Linked DNA regions of Rattus norvegicus: region 2 is linked to region 1. The links are chromatin contacts, called in public HiChIP or PLAC-seq maps. All regions are on one chromosome and are shown on one strand. The core of a region is the stretch at or near the end of the contact, and the rest is flanking DNA. Distances in the headings are between cores, read along the strand shown. Region 1 holds the start of Cat (catalase). Region 2 holds the start of Caprin1 (cell cycle associated protein 1).

Evidence for each region. HiChIP or PLAC-seq counts read pairs in DNA pulled down with a chosen protein or histone mark.
Region 2: a contact with region 1 is called in an H3K27ac HiChIP or PLAC-seq map of oligodendrocytes, with 3 times the contacts expected there. The contact joins the promoter of Caprin1 here to the promoter of Cat in region 1. A contact is called at or near these places in 1 of 12 Hi-C or Micro-C datasets (prefrontal cortex) and 1 of 1 datasets of contacts at active chromatin or transcription factors (oligodendrocytes).

The regions. Positions count from the first base shown.
Region 1 is chr3:110,327,156-110,334,305 of GRCr8, forward strand. It overlaps Cat (catalase), which reads right to left and starts at 2,371. Exons shown (of 13, transcript NM_012520.2): 1 at 2,174-2,371. The coding sequence starts at 2,239. It overlaps LOC120101609 (a long non-coding RNA gene), which reads left to right and starts at 4,156. Exons shown (of 3, transcript XR_010064862.1): 1 at 4,156-7,150.
Region 2 is chr3:110,638,767-110,645,606 of GRCr8, forward strand. Caprin1 (cell cycle associated protein 1) reads right to left here and starts at 2,292. Exons shown (of 19, transcript NM_001012185.3): 1 at 2,154-2,292; 2 at 1,428-1,637. The coding sequence starts at 1,637. LOC120101611 (a long non-coding RNA gene) reads left to right here. Exons shown (of 2, transcript XR_005502309.2): 2 at 1,046-1,644. LOC134486415 (a long non-coding RNA gene) reads left to right here and starts at 3,597. Exons shown (of 2, transcript XR_010065276.1): 1 at 3,597-6,840.

The DNA of each region.
Region 1 (7,150 bases), core at 1,121-3,620:
ACAGCACAGTGACTAGCTGGAAAGCATTTTTACTCAACAACAACAGAAAGAGCTTTGAACTAAAACCCATAAATCAAGGGTTAAAACATTAAGAACAATGATTTCCGGTGGAAACACTGAAGTGTGTGTGTGTGTGTGTGTGTCACAGAGCACCCTCAGGTGTCAGCCCTCACCTTCCACTCTGTCTATGGGGTCTTTCTACTGTGTACACCAGCTGAGCTGGCCTGTTCCCATAAAGGAACACTGGGACTCCAAGGCACACGTTACCATGGCAGGGTTTACATGGATTGTGGAGATTCAAACTCATACCCTCCCACTTTAACAGAAAGTCCCTTACCATTGAGCCATCTCCTCAGTATGGCCTCAGATATCTTGATAGGGGCTTAGGATGCCATTGTCTATGTGTGTATTAAACCTTGTTGAGCAGAACGCATAAATCTACATGTTTCACTATATGTAACTATTACTGTACCCTGCACATGTGCACTGTACTCTCCATTCACATCCCTGAAGTGTTCAGGTATAAAGTATACTGTTGAAGAGATACACTTAAAAAAAAAATCAGGGATAGGGAGATGGATAATCTTATAAAAGAGGTAATTGTACACTGCAGAAAGTGGAACAAGTGTGTACAGCAGTTCTTTTCAGTGTTTGTGAATTCTTGACATTTTTCATAATCAAGTATTTCAGCTTATCTAGGCTACGTAACACATGAGAATTTCCTTCCAGAAGGGGGATTCTCTTCCTAGAAATGTTTATACAGAGTAGCATGAATTGAGGAAGAAACATCGGCATCACCAGCAATAGGTGACATACAGGGAGCAGGGAAATGGTATGGAAGAAGGACAAGCTGGTCTCAAAATAAACGGGACACCTTTAAGAACACGTGTATTTTGTTTTCTAAAAATCTCACTACTCGGCCCAAGTGTTACTCAGTTCACAAATATTTGTGACAGCCAGCCAGCATGCAGCAGGCTTCAGCAACTACTGGGTACCCAACAGGTCCTGGCTCTGAGGAGCTCAGTTCTAATCTTGACTCTACCACTAACTAGCTGTATGTCCTTGATTACGACTCTATGCCTCTCTGGGTCACTTGAAGAACTTAACAGACCTAGCTGTAAATAATGAAGGGCAACGGGGCCAAGAGCTTAGAGAAGAATTTCAGCATTTGAAATCATTTCAAACTCGGTCCATGAACACTAAACACTGATCTCCCAGTTCACCCACACGAGCAGGGTTTTAAGGAAGAAAGAGCAAGGGGGAAAGTCTCCCTCACACCCACCCCAACCCCTGCCCTATTAACCAGAAGCCATGGTACCGTGCAGGATCATTTGCTCCAACTTTTCTAAGATGCCCGGGGCCAGGAACATCCCTGCCAAGTCTGCTGAAATCCCCACTATCTTTGAGGACACTGTTACAGTGTCATCTGCTTGGGATGTCTTGCAGCCAAACCCCGGCATTCATCTACACTCCACAGCTAGTCTGCAATTGGATCTAAATGGTAATCATCTGTTTACACATCTTGCCTCTCAGTGTTGACTCTAAACTTCACCAGGGTGTGGTCTTATCTCACAGGAATATGTGTATACCTCGTCCAGCCCAAACGGCACATACAGGCACTCAAAGTTCTGTGAATCAAACCGATGATTACTGTCTAAAGTCATTGCCAGTTCTAAAATATCAGGTCTGACGCTCCCCTCAGTGGAAATGAAATAATGGTTGTAAAAATGCTTTTATTTAATCGTTGAATGTTGTGAGTTCTGCCTGTCGCCATGAATGATGCTGAAGGCACAGGCTCGTGTACTTCCCCAACAGCAATGCGTACAGATCTAAGATTTCACAAACATAAAGCAGGAGCTGGCTCCAACTTCCTGGCTCACAGCTCTCTGCCTCTTTACCCAGGCGGCTCCACGTCTCCCTCAAGCTGTGACCTATGTCCCAGCTGGCACAAATGCCAAACTCGGAGCCATCCACCCGGCCCCTGCTGCTAGCGACAAGTCCTGCAGGCCTGCAGCCCCATCCCCTCTCCGCAGAATGGAACGGTCCGTGGGACAAAAAGCAGCCACCCGAGTGCAGCCAGTGGTGCAGCCCCAGCACAGGCTACCCAGGGGGAACCCGCGCCGTTACTCGCCGCCTCCCAAGTTCTCGTGAGGCTCTGAGGAACACTGGATACCTGAGGGGCCCGCTGCTCCTTCCACTGCTTCATCTGGTCGCTGGCTGGGTCCCGGCTGTCCGCCATGGTGTAGGATTGCGGAGCTGCAGAGCTGCAGAACGTGAGGCAAGAGGGCCGGACGAGCACGGTCTCCACCCGGGGTAGGCAATCGCGTCAGTCAGGCCCGCTGGAGTGGTGACTTCAGGCTCTGCCAATCAGCACCACCCCCCACCTCTCGGGACGGCCGCCTCCTGATTGGCCACTGAAACTCTAGAAGGGACAGGATTGGAAGGAGGGTGGGGCGAGCAGTGGGCTCCGGGAGGTGGACCCCGGGATGGGAAGAGGCTGGGGAGATGGGTGGGGACCGAAAGGCGGTGCTCTCTGACCTCTGAGAGTCACAGTTCGGGGACCAATTCCTCTGTGCAACGTTTTCTCACTTTGCTTATTTATTTGGTACTAATTGGTGGGTAGTTCTTTTTCTAACTTCTCTCACTCAGATTATCATTTACCAAGCTGTATACCAATAATTTATTGTAAAAACGCTCAGGAACTGTTTAATCTTCCTACAGATCTGTACGGATTTCCTCCTCTGTGAGAGGGGAAATCTGACTTGTCACTTGGCCCACTGTGCCAAAGTGGCCTGTATTAACTGCAGTAACAGACTCCTCCATTTTCTCCCCTGACACTGGAGAATAATAGAAAGCTCTTTGTCTTTGGGGAGAGGGGGATCTGTGAAGGGTCTGAGGATGTGGCTCGGAAGGTTGAGTGTCTAGCATGCAGAAAGCCCCGAGTTTAGTCGCCAGGACCATATAAACTGTGCGGTGGCGCAGGCCGTTACTCCCAGCCCTCCGGAGGTAGAAGCTAAGGTTCAGAAATCAAAGGTCATCTTCAGCTTCATGGCTCCTTTGAGACCAGACTGGGATATGAAACTCCGATTCAAAAAAATAAAAAAAGCTAGAAAGTAAAACATTTACTAATGTTTGTAAATATTTGGTGACTTTGTCGCTTATTTTTCATTTTAATCAATAGGTTAAAGATTTTCTATCAGTTGCTAGAAATTATCTTTAAACACCTTGATGCTGTCATTTTCAAAATAAACCTTCTCAACTTTCACCTTGATTATGGGCTGTGGGCACGTGACTGAGGACACTCCAAAACTTGTTCTTGATTTGACAAAGATGTGGTAACAGAGATTGGTAAAATTGTAAGTTTTGCAATCCCTTGGGAAAACAGTCACAAATTCATCTAATCAATGTTATTTTTTTCTACATTGTTCTTAACACAATTGTAAAATTTCATTCATTGGGCCATTTGTTTTGGTGTCTTTTGCTAATCTACATCTACACTGTCCCTAGAATGTGAAGCCCATAAAGGCAGTGACAGTCATGTCTAAAATCCCATGGGACCAGCAAAATGGATCAGTGGAGAAAGTCACTTACTGCCTGAGACCTAGGACCCAAACAAAGTTTAATCCTCAGGACCCATGAGGTAGAAGAAAAGTACCAACTATCAAATGTCTTCACACACACACACACACACACACACACACACACACACACACACACACACGTTCATGCACATGGCTGGACGTGTCTTGTTTGACTCAGTGGTAAAGTATTCACTTAGCATATGTGGAGCCGCACCACAAAAAGAAAACATAAATAAAAATAAGAAAATATGGAGCTAGCAAGATGGCTCAGTGGATAGGAGAACTCTGTGCCAAGCCTGACAACCTGAATTTAATACCCAGGTCCCACGTGGTGGAGAAAACTGACTCCGAAAAGCTTGCCCCCCCACACACACACACACGCACACACACACACACACGCACACACACACACACACGCACACACACACACACACGCACACACACACACACACACACAGTTAATTCAGTAATTAAGTGTAACACCAATTTTAAGTTAGAACTCCGTGAGTACTTCCTGTATGCCAGGGACTGTTCGACTATCAGGGTGTTTTTTTACCATATTTGCTTAGTTGACCCAGCAACACTGTAAGTTATATACTGATACTGCGATTGTTAAGCGGCCCGGGAAGCTGAGGTATAGGACAGTAAATAAAGAACTCGCTCAAAGTCGCACAATTACAGACAGACACAATCAAAACTCCAGTCCTATCCACTCATGGCCAGAGCCTGCTGCTTGTCTAGCAGGTCAGTGTTGAGAGGAGCAGAGCAGACCTTTTCCTCCGTAGCTAGAATACACCTGAGCAAGGCAAACAGAAGCCCCAGTCATGTGCTCTCCTTCCTTCTTTGTGTGGACGAGTCTTGTCTGACTTGGGGCTCTTTCTTTCTTCCCCGTTTCTGTTACTGTTGCCTTAGATTCCTAAAGAGTTATTTCCACGGGAACAAAAAGAACGGAGAAACCAGGCAGGCTCTGATCTTGTCCTGTCTTGCGTTTTAAAATAAGGTGTTGTGTGCTCACAACAGCGGCGATGAATTTATACTGGCTACCTAAGCAGAATGCCTACCCATCCTTTTCAGGATTGCAAACCAATCACAGTTTAAGTGGAGACAACTATAAATATCCCCTATCGCTTCAAGTAGTTGAAACCTGATCCCCGATTCCTCAAGGTAATTCCAAGCCCTGAGTTCGGCAGACCACCTCCTTACTGTTTTATTCATACAAACATGAGTATTCTGTTGGCAGTGAATAGAGTTGCTGTTTCGGAAATGCTGTTCTCTGACTGCTCAGAGCTCAGTGAAGTAAAATACACCGGCACAAACCATCGTGTTATTGATCCTGATATCGGGATATCTAAAGCCCAGGCTAAAGAGAAGAGATTAGCTATTCAGGGGATCGCTATGGATAACACGTCCCTCTTGGATAGCAGAAGTAAAGAAAGGAGAAGTGTGTGTACGCCTTGGATGATGGGGGCGATGGTGCCCCAGGAACAGCCTCGCCATCCAGTTATTTACTCAGGTCCACCCGCTCTTCAAGAAACAGAGTCTTCTCCACATTTCCATTTACGTCTCTTCACCGGGGCTATAAGAGGTAAGCTGAGGAAGTGGAGAGGCAGCAGAAAGCACAATAGAAAAGAGAATTACTTCGTTTTATAAAGAGCCTTGGCCGTAAGGGGAGGGTGCAGATGCCTCCCCAACACTGTCAATAGTCCACCATGGATCAGGCCTGAGCAGCTAGAGATGAAGACAAAATTCTAATTCTAAAGAAGTTAGTTTTCTGTATGGCCGTGGCTTGTAGCCCCGCCTGTTTCACCTCTGCCTCCCCGCTTTAGCACTAAAGAGAGCCCAGGTTTACCTTGGTGACTACTTATGGGCACAGATCCTGAGGCACGAGGACCCATGTGCCCGTACTCTCCGTTCATCATGTACCATGCATGCAACTCACCCAGTATTGGAGAAAGGGGAAACACAGACACCAGAGGCAAACTTGTTTCTATGACTTCTTTTTTAACATGTAAGCATACATGTAAGGCTTACAAACTATAGACTTATATATCCCTCCCCCCAAAAAAATCACAGATGGTATTAAATGTCCTTTTCACCAATGTTTTATCTCTTACACATACGTGAGGGTGAAAGAGGCTTAAAATGGAGTATGTGGAACATGTAACTGCTTTGCTATGCTTCTCCTAATTCTGTTTGTTTGTCTGTTTGTTTGTTTTTGTTTTTAAAACACGTTCTCATGTATTCTGCGCTGACCTCTAATTCTCTGCATAGCTGAAGATGACAGTGAACCTCTGATATTCGTGCCTCTCATAGCAGCTGCTTTCCTGTTGCTGGGATAAAACACCATGACCAGAAGCAACTTTCAGAAGACATTTATTTTGACTTACTGTTCCAGAGGGATAAGAGTCAATGATGTAGGGGTTAGGGAACACCGGTGAGGAGCAGGCATTTTGAGACAGGAGCAGAAAACTGAGTTATAACATCAGGAAAGAGAGAGAGAGAGAGAGAGAGAGAGAGAGAGAGAGAGAGAGAGAGAGAGAGAGAGGGAGAGAACTAGCTGCGGGATGCAGCCACATATTCTCGAAACCCACCCCCAAGGACACACTTCCTCCCGCAAGGCCCAGCCTCCTCAGTCTCCCCCAGACACCACCACCAACCGGGGACCAAGTGTTCAAACACAGGAGCCTGTGCAGGGTATTTCTTATTCCAAGCACTACCCTCTGCCTCTGCAGGACTGGGGTTTCCAGGTGTGCGTTAGGATGCTTGGTCTGCGCAGCACTGGGGATGGCTTTGCCCACCCTGGGTAAGCATTCTACCAACTGAACCATGTCTTCATCATCCCCGTGTCCTGCTTTCTCACTCAGCATTCCAGAATAAAGTTTTTTCCCCCAATTCATTTCTATATCTTCTGAAAATAAACCTCAAAGAAACGAAAGCAAATCCAGGAAGTAACTACTCTGTTATTGTAGAAAAATTAATGCTCGGAGTAAGGGGACGAGCAAGTGAAGAAACCTACTTTGCAGATTGTGTAAATTTGGTTCAAACCATTTGAACGTGTTAAGGCTCCTGCAACATTTTACCTGATGCTCTCTGGGAGCTGAGCAACGCTCATACCTACTGGCACTCAGTAATAAGATTTGGTAATAAGATTAAAAGGTGGGTAGGTACATTCTAGACGTTTTCTAAGTCACACATTGTATTAGATACTTCAGAATGTAGCCAGGTGTGGCACATGACTTCAGTCCTATCACCACTAAAGAGGTACAGGTAGGATGATATAGAGTCCTGGGCTACTTGAGACCCTGTTTCAAAACCAACCAGAATCGAATAGAGTTACATATTGTATTGAATTCCTCAGAACAGTCTCTCGTATTACATTCAGCCACCACCATAGCCATACAGAAGTCACACAACCTGCAGCCATGTCCTAGGCTTTTGTCTGTGAGGAAAGACCAACAGAGATAAAGTGGACACTCGGCACGGCAGCGAGTGTGTGATAGGAACGGGCAAATGCAGGCATACCCAGGAAAGCCACTAGCCTGAGCATGAGAGGAGAGAAGAGAAAGCCA
Region 2 (6,840 bases), core at 1,042-3,541, 310 kb after region 1:
TCAAAATAACTAAAGCTTGAAATCTTGTTAATGAATATTCTCAATTTCAAATAAAGTCCGGGAAATTATAGTAAAATGGCTACTCTTCAACAATGAGGCAGAAAAGTAACAAAAGTTAAAGTTTCAAACTCACCAAAAATGGAAAATCAGTAGACAAACTACCAAGATTTAAATATCCTGTTTTTTTTTCCCCCAACTTACTACTTATAGCTCAGATTTTTAGCCAATAATCCTATCTCAATAATATCCTCTAACTAGCTAAACAAACTCCTTCACGGGAATTTTTCAAAATTGAAAACTATGCCCTAGAGAGCAGCAGGCATAAGTTATATTTTATTTACTGTAAAAGGGCAAGTTAGAATAACAGTACCAGGTATAATTGCCTCCGTTTTTACTCTACTACTTCTCTTATTCAGGGGAGAAATTTACTTCTACCTAGACTCTTCCTCTAAACAGTGTTGGTACACCGTCGTATACTAAACGCATAAAACAAAAAGCTGATTTAAGTAATCTAACAGTATGGCCCAGAATGGCTAAATATTAAAGCCAAAAATGGAGTGGGTGTGGCTCCACTTTTTTTGAGAGGGGGGGCTAGGCGGGGCTGCTGCCTGGTCTCTGCCCTCCCCCTCTGCTTTCGCTTTGTGCTCACAATGCAGCTCCTGTACAGCGCTTCCCTCTCCCGCAGCCGCCGCCATGTTAGACACTCCATGTGCCCAGAGCCTCAGAGGCAGTCTCCAGTCTAATCTAGATCCACCTCTGAAGGATCGATGATATCTCCCTGAGCTTTTAGAATGCTGAAGCAGTAAAAAATAATAAATTAAAAGAAAGTCATTGCAAAAAGAAAAAAATATAATAATAATCATTTTTTAAAAACTACCTCGTGACTAGGCTGGGCGTGAGGTTCCAAGCATCTAGACAATCGAAACAAAGAGGAAAACGTAGAGAGCCCATCAGAAGGGGGCGGGGGTACCCAGGTGAAGACCTGCTTAAATAGGACTTGACTCAACTGCAACCCTAGTTCAGACCTAGTTCACATCTTTTCTAGGGAAGAGGGGACTGAGCCATTCCACCAGCCTCCAGCCTAGGTAACAGAGGAAAACGCCAGTTACAAGGCAAGAGCCGCTCAACTCCACAAGCAATCTGCTGGCCGGGCACAGTTTCTTCCCCATGGCCTTCATCAGAAGTCGGGCCTTGGTTTTAGAGAATATGCAGCAATGGGCCCCACCACCCAGGCAAACCGGTCACAAGGCGGAAAGGGCCCGCACAGCCTGATGTGAGTAACCGAGGCCTAGAGGCAGCGCCGCGTTCGGGTCAGGTGACAGGCACCTCCCCGAGGCGCCCGTTTTCTGGGCAAGAAGCTCCATCCACCGCAGAGACCGGAGTAGGGCTGGAGCCACAAGCCCTCCCTCTCCATTATCTCCTCGCACCTTTTTCTTCTCAAGGTTCCGAAGTTTCTTGTCGATCACGCCGAGAATCTGCTTCATGGCCTCGGTCTGGACCGCGCCGGTGCCGGTTGCCGGATGCTGAGAAGCCGGCGCAGCTGCCCCGGCCGCCGCCTCACTCCCGGAGGAACCGGACGGCGGCGGCGGTCCCGACGATTTGCTGCCGCTTCCGCTGTGGCTGGTGGCCGAGGGCATCTTTAGACCGAGAAGAGAGGAGAAAAGAGCGGGAGGGAAGGACAAGAGCAGCAAGTCAGGAGACGGACGGGGAGAGACGCGGGACAAAACGCGCAGCGGGCGGGAGGCTGCGCGCGCGCGGTGGGGGGAGGGGGCGGCGCGCGCCGCCGGCAGGAAGGGGCACGCGGGCACGCGCGCGACCCGCCAGCGGGGCGCCGGACAGCCTGCCCCTCCCCCTTCCTGCCCGCCGCGGGGCACCGAGCTCGCGCCGGGGGCGGGGCCTGGCACGGCCGCCGCCAACCGCCAAGGCAACGGTCTCCATCGGGGCAAGTGGCACCCGTTGCCTTGCAAGAACGACAGGGACAGAGGTCAGGGCCAGGGGTAGAGAAGGGCACTGGGAGTGACCGGGGTGGGGGTGGGGGTGGGGAGGCCTTGAGCGAGTCCTTCTAGCCGTTCGGACCGCTCCGAAGGTAAAAAGGACACCCAGGTGCAGCGGCCTTCTTTCCCTTCGGCGCCTTGATCCGGGATGGCGCTCACCGTGCGCGCGCTGAGCCGTTGGACGTCTGGAGTGGGCAGCCGAGGGGGGCAAGGGTAGCGCTGCGTTGCGAACAGAGACGTGCGCTCCGTGGGCGCAGACCGCTTCGCCCTGTCCCCGCTGCACTGAGCTGCTCCTAGTGGGACAAGAGCCGGCGCGGGAGGGACTTGGCCAGCCTGCGCTCTGAAACGAGGGGGGCGGGGGGGATAGGGAGCGAGGGCCTTCAAGTCGTTGGGGCTGCCCTACGTAAATGCCTGTCGAAAAAGGTCACCAGACCGTGCCTCCCGTCCGGCCTTGTCCTCTGCCCCAGGTTCCTGCCCCTTTTGAAAATCTGGAAAGTACCCCACGGAGGCCGCTGCTGCAGACTCTTGAGTTTTGAGTGAAATCTAAACTGGGGTCCTTCAGGCGAAATCTCTTGACATCCAAACAGGGACAATAGGTGTCAAGCAGCAGGCTCCGGGGCTGAGGACTGCCCCTTGTAGAGCCCATATTTGGAGGGAGTGGGGGTTGGAGGGGCAAAGGTTTCTGCAAGTAAGGGGTGCGTGGGGTGGGTGGTGCAATCCCAGCTTCTAGAATTCCTTCTATATGCAAAGCATGCAAACTCACCCTCAAAGGTCTGAGAAAAGACAACTTGCCACATAACAATTATACAATAACCTAGGTATTATCTGTAGAATGTATGGAGAAGGAGCATCTTTAATGGCTTTTTGATGTCCTAAAATACTCCCACTTATGTTAAAAAACTGTCTTCACCTACCCTGAGATGAGTAACTCTGAGATAAGTAACCAGTAGGCCCTATCATGAATTACTTATCTTTCCCCAATGTGTTTTAAATTTTACCCAAAACTTTAAAGACTGCTAGATGGGGTGGGGATGGAGGGACTTTTATCCAAGAGAATTATTTCGGTGGGGGGGATCAAAGTGAGGTGGACAACGAGTAAAAAAAAAATGAGTGCTCTAGAGAGAGGTACAAAAAGGAATATGATCCGTGGAAAATTCAGCAACATGATGTATGAGAACAATAAATGACCAACTTATAATTTAAATTCCATGAAAAGGAAATTTAGAAGAGGATTCTATCAAAGTCACTGTTCCCTGGGTATTAAAATGAATAATACTGGCTGGCACCAGTATATCCTGAGGGAGCCTGGAGAAACAGCAGCACCCTGTGGACTTGAGATATTCCCGTTAACCATAAAGTCTGTAATCTGTGCTTTTAAATATTTATCGAGCACCTTATGGCATACTAGGAAGTCTTCAGTGCTAGAGATGATGAACAAAACATTTTTTTTTCATGGAGTTTGTATCAGGCGGTGAACACAAAAATAACAAGGAAACCAAAGGAAGAAAAAAAAGGTGGTCAGTGAAAGCCTTCCTGGGTACTTTATAGCCTGGAGGAAGCAAAGAAAGCTTGGGGGTGCGGGGGGGGGGGTTGGGGGGCGGTAAAAAGAACACCAGAGAGCAAGATCCGTGGCTTGGTTGCTCCTGCCTTTAGTCCAAGCACAGAGAGGCAGAGACAGGCAGAACTCTTAGCATAAGACTAGCCTAGTCTACATATTAAATTCCAGACTGAGCAAGAGTGACCTGTCAATCTTAATGGGTTTCACAGTGGCTAGAACAAGCAGTAAGAAAGCCATAAAGGGGCCTGGCTTCAATATTTGCTGAGTGACATGGCTAATGTTCATTTCATCAAATGTGTTTTAAATCACTTACATCCTAGCTCTGGGGAGGCAGAAGCAGGTGGATCTCTGAGTCTTAGGCCAGCATGGTCTACCCAGTGGGTTCCAGGACAGTTAGGGCTATTACACAAGAGAAATCATGTCTGGAAAAACCAAAATAAATAATTTTTAAAAACCACCCTTACTGCTATATAAAGAATTGTCAAGAAGTGTGTACTGGAGATGAGAGGCTAAAGTAAAACCAAAAGCCAAGAGACCAAGGAATGGACTGTTGAAATCAACCAGCCTAGAGTACTATAGCTCAAACCAGGAATACGTGGTGAAGTGAGTTGGACTCACTGTACATTGTAACTGTAGAGCAGTGACAATGGTAACCAGGGTCAGATTCATTTTACACAGTAATAGAGGAACCAAAAGATTTCCTAGCCAGCTGTGTGTCAGCTGAGAAGAGTAAAAGTTGACCTAAGAATTAAGTAAACTATTTAGCACTATGATAAAAAATATTCTGTCTAGAGAGGATTATGATCCTTGTAGCTACTTGTAACTCCAAATATAAACCAATGTCATATCACTATCTTACCTCCAAGCCAAACCTATTGAAATTTGCATTTTAATCAAATGTTGAGAATTTTGGAAAGTTTTGACAAATTGATTGAGCACAACTTGACCAATGTCTTTGAGAGCAGACATTAAGCGCTCCAGTAGACAGCTTCTCCACAGACCTAAAAGATCAGAAGCCTCTGGCATAGAACCCTACTACAGTCTGTTGTAACATGCTCTGTGGATAATTCTGATGGATGCCAAAGTGTGAGAACCAGGGCCAGCAAGATGTCTCCATAGGCAGAGGAGTGGCCTCCATCTGATTTTTGTTTTATGGGTTAGGTATATGAATGGAATGCATGTCTGTATAGGTGATGTGTGGCCAAGCGTGTAGAGGCCAGAGCAAGACCATTGTCTTCTTTATTCTGTGCCTTCTCACCTGTGACAGCATCTCTCTCTGTAAGGGAAACTCACTATTTTGACTAGATTGGTGGCCAGAGAACTCTGGATCCTCCTGACTTTTACCGCAATGTTGGGGTCACAGACACAACCATGCTCGACTTTTTACATGGGTCCTCATACTTACAGAATAAATGTTAATACTCATTAAGCTATCTCTCAGATCCATTTGTTTTCATAAAGATGTATTGAAATATATCTGCCTCCATGTATTTTCTATGGTGACTTTTATGCCACAGCAAATCCGAGTTAAGTCACTGTGACACAGAGTATACAACATCTAAAATGCAAGCCAGTAAGATGGTTCAGTAAGAAAAAGCACTTGCACCAAACTTGACAACCCAAGTTTGACCTCCAAGAACCACATGTAGAAAGCGAAAATGGACTCCAAGTTGATGTCTGACCTTAAATATGCTTTTGGTGGAATGTGCATGCCCACAAATGCACACCCAGCAAAAGTCACACATCTAAAACATATCTGTAACAGAAGTATTCATATCCCTGCCTGAAACAGGTTTTGCTTATCACAGTGCTCAGTAGACCAGAATGCCAGAGAAGCTGTTGATTACTATGCTGTAAGACTGTTAGACGTATCTACAGGCACATGCCTTTAATCCTAGCACTTGGAAGGCAGAGGCATCCTGATCTCTGAGTGAGACCAGCCTGGTCTACTGAACTAGTTCCAGGACATCCAGGACTACACAGAGAAACCTGTTTCCAAAAATGAAAAAAGTCAATCAGGTGTTTCTGGTAGTGGGAAAGGGGGGCTGTTAAGACAGGATCTTACTATGTAGCTCAGGCCATTTTGAACTCACTATACTCCTGCCAAAGCCTGAGTGACAGGATTACAGACACACATCTCCATGGCTGGCTCTAGAAGTTAGTCAAACAACATAGGCCAGAGTTACATGACACTGAACAACAGGATCAAGACACAATATTCTGTCGGCACCTAGTTGGGAAACTGAAATACTTGCACATGTAGCTGTTGTGGTTTCACTTTCCATACTCTTATCATCTCAATCCCTTTTCTTTCTGCTCTGATAATCTGGAACAGTATCAGCAAGTCCAGGAAGACCAATACATTTAAGGGAAAGCTGTATCTTTAGGCTGACTTCCTGCCTAGCCCGATGCAGTGATCTCTGTAAACCAAATGTGTCTGTTTCCTGTTTGAAAGAAGGGAAATGTTTATGCAAAACCTTAAATCACTGCTGTTTTTTTTTCTTTTTTTTTTTTTATTAACTTGAGTATTTCTTATATACATTTCGAGTGTTATTCCCTTTCCCGGTTTCTGGGCAAACATCCCCCTAATTCCTCCCCCTCCCCTTCTTTATGGCTGTTCCCCTCCCCATCCTCCCCCCATTGCCGCCCTCCCCCCAACAATCTAGTTCACTGGGGGTTCAGTCTTAGCAGGACCCAGGGCTTCCCCTTCCACTGGTGCTCTTACTAGGATATTCATTGCTACCTATGAGGTCAGAGTCCAGGGTCAATCCATGTATAGTCCTTAGGTAGTGGCTTAGTCCCTGGAAGCTCTGGTTGCTTGACATTGTTGTTCATATGGGGTCTCGAGCCCCTTCAAGCTCTTCCAGTTCTTTCTCTGACTCCTTCAACGGGGGTCCTATTCTCAGTTCTGTAGATCGCTCCTGAGAGACACAGCCAGAATACAGCAAATCACTGCTGTTTTTAACCTTTTGGTTCCTCCATTAGAATCATTGTATTGGTGAAAAGAAGTATAAAGAGTATTCTAAGCAAACCCAAGGGAGAGTGCAAAGCAGAGGAAAACATTGGCCAAGTGTCCTTAAACCTTAGTACTATGCACAATAGTACATTTTAACAACCCAGATTTCCCAAGCTGATACTCATTTTAATACCTGAGACCACAGTATTTTGTTGTTTCCATAGTGATACTAAGTAACAGAAGTACTTAAATAGTAGACTAGCCTTAAATTCATTTGTAGCCCAGGTTGGCTGTAAACTCAGCAATCCTCCTGCATCAGGCTCCCAAGTTCT